Linked DNA regions of Gossypium hirsutum: region 2 is linked to region 1. The links are chromatin contacts, called in public Hi-C maps. All regions are on one chromosome and are shown on one strand. Each heading gives the region's core, a stretch centred on a gene start, on an enhancer-like site or on the middle of the called end of the contact. The rest is flanking DNA. Distances are from core to core; before and after follow the strand shown.

Region 1 (4,301 bases), core at 565-3,064:
TTCAATGTGCAAAAAAGTATTGTATATATATTTATAATCACATCACATGTTTGAAAAAGACAAGCTATTTGATGGAATTTGTGAAAAAAAAAAGTTTTACTTGAGGGAACACAAATTATCAAATTACAATAGGACTAAAATAGTCGAAAATGCATAGTATAAGGACTTTCCTACAATTTTACCCAAAACTAGAATAAGAGTAGAGTTCCCTATGTTAGTAACAGAATTTCATTTTAGTCCCTCTACTACAAGTTAACGTTTTAGATCAATTCTTGTACGTTAAAAAATTCTTTAAATTAATTAGGACGTTGTTGCAAATTTTCCGTTAAGTCGATGATGTATACAACCAAATGGTGACAAATCAAATTTTTATTAAAATGGACTGCTAATATGAATTTTTTATGATTTTATATGCCACGTCAATAAATATGGATATTTTTTTATAATCCCTTTAATTATATTAGAAATTTTAATAATTTTATATTTTTAATTAATTTTTGTTATTCTCGATTTCTTTATACTTTTGAAATTTTAATGATATTTTTGTTATTTTTTAAAAAATATTACTTTTTAAAATTTTGAAAATAATTATAAATTTATTATTTTTTTAATTTTAAATTATTTGAAGACATAACATATAATACAGAATATTTTTATAAAAAATGTCATGTCAACTATCTATTTAATAAAAAATTGATACATTGCCATTTAACAGTACATGTCAACTATATATTATTGTATTTTTAGAATTTTTTTATAAACAACTTATATTCTTTAACGATTATTTTAACTCTAATTAATTAAATTAATTTGAGATAAATAATAAATAAAAGAGTTAATTCTTATAAAACACTCGAATGAAGAAGTTAAATCAAAAAAAAAATATCTTTATTTGTCTCATTGGCATTATAAAAAGATGTCACTTCTAAGCCATTCGACAACTTCAGATGTTTTCTGAAGGAAAGATTTTGCAGACTCTAAATCCTCTAAAAAGTCTAAAAAGTTCTTGAAGAAATCAAAGAACTCGAAGAAAATTTGATGAACGCCATAGTAGTTTTGAACACAAGCTCTCCCCAATCCGATCTGGTTGCACCAACAAAAAGGAGGCAAAACTTGTTTTAATGATAAAGTCTTGACGATCCTTTAAGCAGACTCAACTATCCAAGATCAAGTTTCAACGACCATTGAAACGAACATTAGTGATTCAAGATCAAGTCTCAACGCAATTTGAATCCAATCAAATCAAATTCTTGAACAAACATCTCGCCAAACTCAACTTCAAGATCAAGTCTCGATGACCCTTGAACCAAACCACATCTTTTTAAAATCAAGTCTGTATGATTGTTGGATCACAGCCAAATAAGAGAGAAGAATCAAATGAATTTTCATTGTAATTAAGAAATATCCAATTATTGTAACTTCTTTCAAAGTTATCAATAATTTTGATATACTTTATTTCGATTTCGAGAGCTTAATTATGATTCTAGACGTGATTAGTATGATAATTATGAGTTTTGAACTTTAGATTAATGTCCATAAATTAGATTACATCAAATCAAGGCTCGATTTTTTTAAAAATAAAAATCAATAACAGGCTCAAACTTGTTCCACCAAAAATAATAAAAATATATTATTTTATATTAATATTTTATATTTTAATAATTAAATTTAAATAAAAATATTTTTAAAAAGATATACTTTAAATTTGGGCCAGGCCAGCCCGAGATAAGCAGAACCCATTGACAGGTCTGTTGACCTGTAAGAGAGAGTCGGTTTTAAGTAAGTATAAAAAAAGACAGATGCAGCTGGTCACTACTCTTCTTCGATTCTCAAATTCCAGTTTCCCACTCAATTCCGTAATAAAATACTTCATTTTCCCCCCTTTTTTCTTCCTTCCTGTGGAAGCTTTGAGGGAAGAAAATCCCTCAAATTCACGTGAACTTCTCAGCCAAAATCAAATAATCATCAAGCAGAGATGCCAATCGAAATGCCCAAAGGGCTGCCTTTCTCAGTGGACACGTTCAGTCCATCTTCGAAGAGAAAAAGGCACCATTTCTTGACCCATGCTCATAAAGATCATACTTCTGGCATTTCCTCTCACTTTTCTTATCCAATTTATTCAACTCATCTCACCAAATCCCTTGTTCTCCTACACTATCCTCAGGTTTTGCCTTTTTCTTTATCATGGTTTTAGAATTTGTAATAATTTTTTTTCTGTTATCTGATTGTTTTCTTTTTTTTTTTCGTGGTTTGGCAGCTTGATGATTCTTTGTTCGTGGGAATTGAAGTAGGGGAATCCATTGTTATCAACGACCCGGATGAGGAATTTCAGGTTACAGCTTTTGATTCTAATCATTGTCCTGGTAATTTATTCATTTGATTGATTTCTTGGTCTATTTTGTCGTTTTTTTTATTGATTTATTATTTGGGAATTGTTTGTTGATTACTTCTCAGCATTGGGTTGTTTGAAATTTGAATGTTGTGATATGGCTTTAAGTTGAGAATTTTCTTTTATAGAGTTCATTTATGTTAACAGTTATACGATTTTGTCCTTGCTTATGCAAACAAAGTACTGAAGGACTCTGTCTGATTGTTATTTATTTATCTTAATTTTCAAAAGCAGCAAGGCAACTAGTGTGTTTGGATGCTAGAGTGAATTCTATAGTTTTGAGTATTAAAATTTTAATCGTCTTGACATTTATTTGAAAAAAAAAAAAGAAACGATGTTGCAATCAGTTTTATCTTGGGGCCATTTTCCTTTTAAATCAATTATCCTGTTGCTTTTGTCTTATAACAAATTATTTTGCAAGTTAAAAGCTAATAACAAAAGGCAAGTAACAAAAATAATAATAAAAGGGAATTTGTAATGGTTTGCATCCTAAATTAATGTATGCTTTTGAAGAGGATCTTGTTGTTTGCATTAATTCCGTTATTGTTCCCATGTAGTACTGATCTGGATAATATCTAGAGATCACTACTTGTTATGATGTACTCTAGTTGGTCTTTTGTGATAAAGAGTTTTGGATTTCTAGTATAGCAGACAATTCTCCTTGAATTAGAAGAAGAATCTCTTCACCATTTACTGATAAATTTTTATATAAGAATGGATTCTAGCATCTGAGCTTCTGACTTGATAGATTTTATGTTACCTGGACTCATGGGTGAGTGTTCGATGCTGATATATGTTCAACATAGGTATTCTTAGTTTTTTATAAGTTTTTGCATATATTTAGAGGATTGTACCTATAACGATTTCCAAATTATGTGTCAGACATAGGTACTTGAGGGAAAGTGGAGAGTCAGGTAACATAGTTGAAAACATGACACTTGCTTTGGTTGTCTTTGACTTTTAGAATTTTACTTTCGTAGATGATGCTTTCTGCTTTTATGAAGAAGTGTGTGGTGTGGGGATGGTTTGGTAATTTTCTCTATATGCATAACCTATTGTGGTTTGAGAAAAATTTGTATTGACATATAGTATGAATTTCAGGAGCAGTTATGTTCTTGTTTGAAGGCAGTTTTGGTAACATCTTGCATACCGGGGACTGTAGACTCACGCCAGAGTGCCTCCAAAATTTACCTGAGAAGTATATTGGCAGGAAAGGAAAAGAGCCACAATGTTGTTTTGATTATGTTTTTCTAGACTGCACTTTTGGTAGATTCTCTCGAAATCTACCCAGCAAGCATTCATCAATCCGTCAGGTAGTCCTTGTTTGCTTAGTGATTTTCGTTTTAATTGTCTTGTCATTGTAGGCCTAATTGGGATTTAAAATGTTTTTATTATTCATTTCTCATGAATGTGGTACCAACTTAAGAGAACCACCGAGATTTGTCTACCGTATGCGGACAATATTTTCTTTAGTCACTACCATTTCAAATGGAGGAGGGGGTGGGGGGGAATCCTCTGCATTTTTTTCTTGTTAATTGTGATGTTTTATAACTTAAATTAAGGAAATATTTTACATTAGATTTCATATATTGCTTTGTTAATAATGAACTGAAGCAGGCAGAAGTGAACACATGCAAGCAGTCCCATTGTATTTTGATCCTAGGAGTAATGAAAAAATAACACCATTTTGACATTAATCCTTAACAATCATAATATCACAAAGATAGCAACAATGTTTGTAAGAAAAGGATTGGCATTCACTAGCAATTAGTAAAAGTATGATTAAAACATCAATTTTACTTGTTCTTTTGTCATTATTTTGATTAGTCGTAGTGTGTCACAGTTTCCTGAGGGTCTATTCATTTGTTGATACTTTCTCCTATCTTCGTTTTGACCGACCTTTGTACAGACT
Region 2 (4,301 bases), core at 1,029-3,528, 250 kb after region 1:
TCAAGATAAAACAGTAGTGTCGTATCATGAGTTGTAATAATATGTCTAAATACTCGAATACTCCTATTAATAACATACGAGATAATATTACTTAACATATGTAAAGCTTATTTGTTTGAAATTCTATTTCAAATACTAAATGTAAAGTTTTCAATTAATTTCTACATCATTTAGTGCAAAAAAAAATCTTACGATGAGAAATCAAACACTTATGGACTAAGCAATAATGGTTCAAAACCATAGACAGTTTTTCTTCCCATAAGCTTTGATGCCTTACTTGTTACTAGATGAGCTTTAGCAAAGCTCGCTCAGATTATGTTATTGTTATTTGTTGGGGATCGACCCGATTAAATAACGAACAAAGTAAAAATAGTGAAAGAAATTGAAAAATTGAACACACAAATTTAACGTGAAAAAATCCCTCAAATAAGATAAAAAACCATGGGTAAAGATAATTTTACTATAATGATAAAAATCCCTCAAATTCCACAACGTCATCTTTTCCAAAGCCCGTCATGGGCCTATCCTGAATTATGCAGGGAATTAATTGAGTCGAATATGTATTTAGAAACTAGAAGACTTCTAGCCATTGACTTGTACACTGTCAAATCAAGACTAACCCAGGTCTAATTTTCATGAACACAGTGACTTAACTTTTCAAAACCTACATCCAAAAGAGAATCTCTTTTTAACAAAATGGTCATACATTTTTCCCTCTTATGACCAAGTTGTCTTCGCTCCAAACGAATTAACTTCGATTCCATAACAGATGATGGACGTCCGATTTCATCGGTCACGGTATAACATTCTAAAATATAAATACTATTAATCCTTTTACTTTTTAACAAAATGAGAGCTCCACGAGATACCTTAATGCCGTTCGACTCAATATTGATTTTGTATCCTTTCGAGTTTAAAATACTCAAGGAGATGAGATTCTTTTGTAAATCAGGTACATACTTGATATTTGAGAGAGTCCTAATCATCCCATTGTGTATCTTAATTTTAACAGTACCAATATCAATTACCTTATTAGATGAATCGTTTCCCATGCGCACAGCTCCACCTTCAACCAAATTGTATATGGAGAATCATTCTCTATTGGGACACATATGGAAGGAACATCCCGAATCTAGGATCCACTCAGACGTAAGCTTGGAGTTATCGCTCGTTGACACCAATAAGAAATCATTACTGCTTTCATCAGCCAAATTAGCATCAGCTACATCTTCCTCATTACTCTTAGCAGCCCTTTCATTTCGCAATTTATAACAATCTGATTTGACGTGACCTAATTCCTTAAAATAGCGACACACTTTTTGTCTCACTTCTTTGGTGATACCATTTGCCTATCTGCCTTGCTATCCGAACCAAACTCATTGTTGAATTTGTCTTTACTCAATAAATGACCCTTTACATCTTTGAACAAGAGTTTGTCTTTGTCATAAATCAGGGTCTCCCTGAAAGACTTATATTAAGGGGGTAAAGAGTACAAAAATTGCATAACTTGATCTCCGTCATCAATATGAACCTCAGCGTTCTTTAAATCCTTTAAAAGAGTAATGAATTAACTAATGTGATCTCTAAGAAGCTCACATTCATTTATGTGAAACGCAAATAGATATTGTTTCAACAATAAACGGTTAGCTAGAAACTTAATCGCATAAAGAGTTTCTAACCTTTTCCACAAGGCAGATGAAATATTCTCCATCAATGCCTCCTATAATACCATATTCGCGAGACACAATTGTATTGCAGACAAAGACTTTTCATCAAGCTCTTCCCATTTTGTTTGATTTAGATACTTAAGTTTTTTCCCGGTAATAACCTTTTTCAAGCTGATTTGAACTAAAATTGTCATCATCCGAACTTGCCACAGATTGAAATTTGTGACACCATCAAACTTCTCAATTTCAAACCTTGTTGCTGTAATTTATATTTCCAATAATTTATATCAATATGAATCAATCATAATAATAAGTTTTCCTTCTAAAAAAGTTATAATAATTAATTATAAAATATAATAATATTTTTTTCTAAAATTTAACTTTAAAATTTTTGCTGAATAAGTAAAATTATTTTTTAGTAATATAAAAGTTATGCTTTTAATTTAAATATAATAAAATTGTATTTTTAATAAATAATGTAAAGATAAAACAAAAAATTACATAATAGAATCGAGGGAAAAGATCACCCCTAACAATATCCTCTTTTAAGCATTCTCGAATTTCCAAAAGCGAGGCTTCATATAAGCATAAATCTTCCTTGTCTGCAAATGTCATTTTGCTTCATACTCTAGTTATGTCATAATAGTGATTATACCGGGAAAGAAATTATATGAAATAGGATACACGTTGTTCTATACTTTACTCCAATTATTTAATTATATTTTATCAATTTTTTTTATTTGTCATTAGCACATCATATTTTTTTAATTTAAAATTTTAATGAAATTTCATTAAATAATTAAGATGAGATACCACATGACATGACCCGCCTGTTCCATACGACCCTTTTCCGTATGGTATGGCTATCGAAAATTTCAAGGTCTCAAAGTGCTGAGAGTGAATGCTTGGTGCAGCTGCCGCCAACTGTAACATTCCCCCCACGGCATAGAGAACAGATAATTCATAAAAACCCGTTCAACATAACCATAGCAAAGAGTAGCATGAATCTGTCTACTCTTGCTCGTACCTCTCTGCTCCATCTATCTCCACTTCGCTCAACTTCTTCTACGAGGTTCAACCCCCCCATTGACTCCCATATCCATCAATTTCTTTTCAGCTACGCATTTTCTCGAACAGTTCATGCTTTTTCCCCTTTTTTGGCCTTTTTCTTCTCGTGGGTGTTTCAGTTTGTGTTGTTTGGTTGCAGGCATAATGCAACTGAAAGTGTTGCCATCGAGGGTCGTAATATTAACTTCTCGGTTAATACGAGGCAAGGCAAAATAGTGCCAATTCTGAAGGATTGTTCAATTCGGATTCCTTCCGGACAGTTATGGATGCTTCTTGGACCTAATGGTTGTGGTAAATCTACCCTTTTAAAGGTACGTCCTCAAAATTTATTTTTTACCCGATATCAGTATAAGCACCGATAATCTAAAAGAGAATGCTACTTGCCTCAACTGGCGCGGATAATGGTTCAACCTCAATTTCCTTATGAAATTGCCAACTTTCAGCATTGGGTTTTTTCTGATTACCATATGTGCCATGTTTAGGGAGTGCAAATATCTGAGGAAAAAATGGCTTTTATAATGGGCAAGTAGCATTGATCATATAAGAAAAATTAGGCTGCCATTATGAGTTTGATAAACTGTTGGTTCTCTTTTAATTTTGAAAATATGGTCTGGATTAAAAGAGTTGGCTATATTGTGAGTCATGCAGATCTTGGCAGGTCTTTTGACCCCTACAAATGGGGCTTTATACGTTAGGAGGCCAAAGAGTTATGTATTCCAAAATCCAGACCATCAGGTTGGTTCTTTTCCTTGGGAAATGCTCTTTTGTAAAACTATATATGTTTTGGATTCTGTTCTTGGCTTCCTTTTGTTACCATCAGACCAATGAGTTATGTTTCCCAGCTAATGGTTTTTGTTTGGGGGTGCTTATGATGGAGATGTTATGGTTTCTAGAACTATATAGTTATGTATTCCAACTAGATTTGACCATGAGTTTGCAAAAATCATATTGGTGCTGTTAGATGGTTAACCATAACTATTGCCGTTCATATTGGGTGATCAAAAGAAGAAGAAATAGTTGTGCTAAGCTTATGACATATGCGAACTATTTAGGAATTATAGTTGAAGCTTGAAGTGGTTTTAGACTTCTAAGGATTACTTGATTTCACTTGTATGAAGCTTCTGTGGCTGAGGACACATTTACTTGTGAACAGAAGCTGTTTGTTCAAGAGGACTGCCTTCCTGAAGTTTTTGCACTGACTATTGTCTGATTTATTACATTCATAGCTTCAGTTGCTCATGCATTTGTTTTTTTTTAAAAAGTTTCTCCTTTGATATTTCCTGACTCGCACATCAGGTTTACATAGTCAACCTTCTTTTCCACTTCAGCTCTCTGGTCATATCTCGTAGTCTTGTAGTTGAACTGAATTTCTGCGTAGTCTCTAATGCTAATGCGATCTTCATTGCCAGTTTGTTTTAACATTTCCATGCCACATAGGAAGAGCATGAAATAATTATTGTGCCATTTGAAGGTGCCTTTGTTCTCTTATTCTAGGCATAAGATAAGGATATCAAGTAACCTTGAAAACATGGTACCTCTGCACCATCTGTTTCAGTTCTTTTGCAG

What was found. A called contact is a pair of places that touch in the nucleus more often than the background predicts.
Region 2: a contact with region 1 is called in a Hi-C map of leaf, with 5 times the contacts expected there. The contact joins the promoter of LOC107935783 here to the promoter of LOC107959478 in region 1. A contact is called at or near these places in 10 of 34 Hi-C or Micro-C datasets (fibers, hypocotyl and leaf).

The regions. Positions count from the first base shown.
Region 1 is chrD04:4,856,053-4,860,353 of Gossypium_hirsutum_v2.1, forward strand. It overlaps LOC107959478, which reads left to right and starts at 1,815. Exons shown (of 4, transcript XM_041091747.1): 1 at 1,815-2,164; 2 at 2,258-2,363; 3 at 3,491-3,702. The coding sequence starts at 1,976.
Region 2 is chrD04:5,102,645-5,106,945 of Gossypium_hirsutum_v2.1, forward strand. LOC107935783 (ABC transporter I family member 10) reads left to right here and starts at 2,279. Exons shown (of 6, transcript XM_016868404.2): 1 at 2,279-2,739; 2 at 2,875-3,046; 3 at 3,384-3,470. The coding sequence starts at 2,489.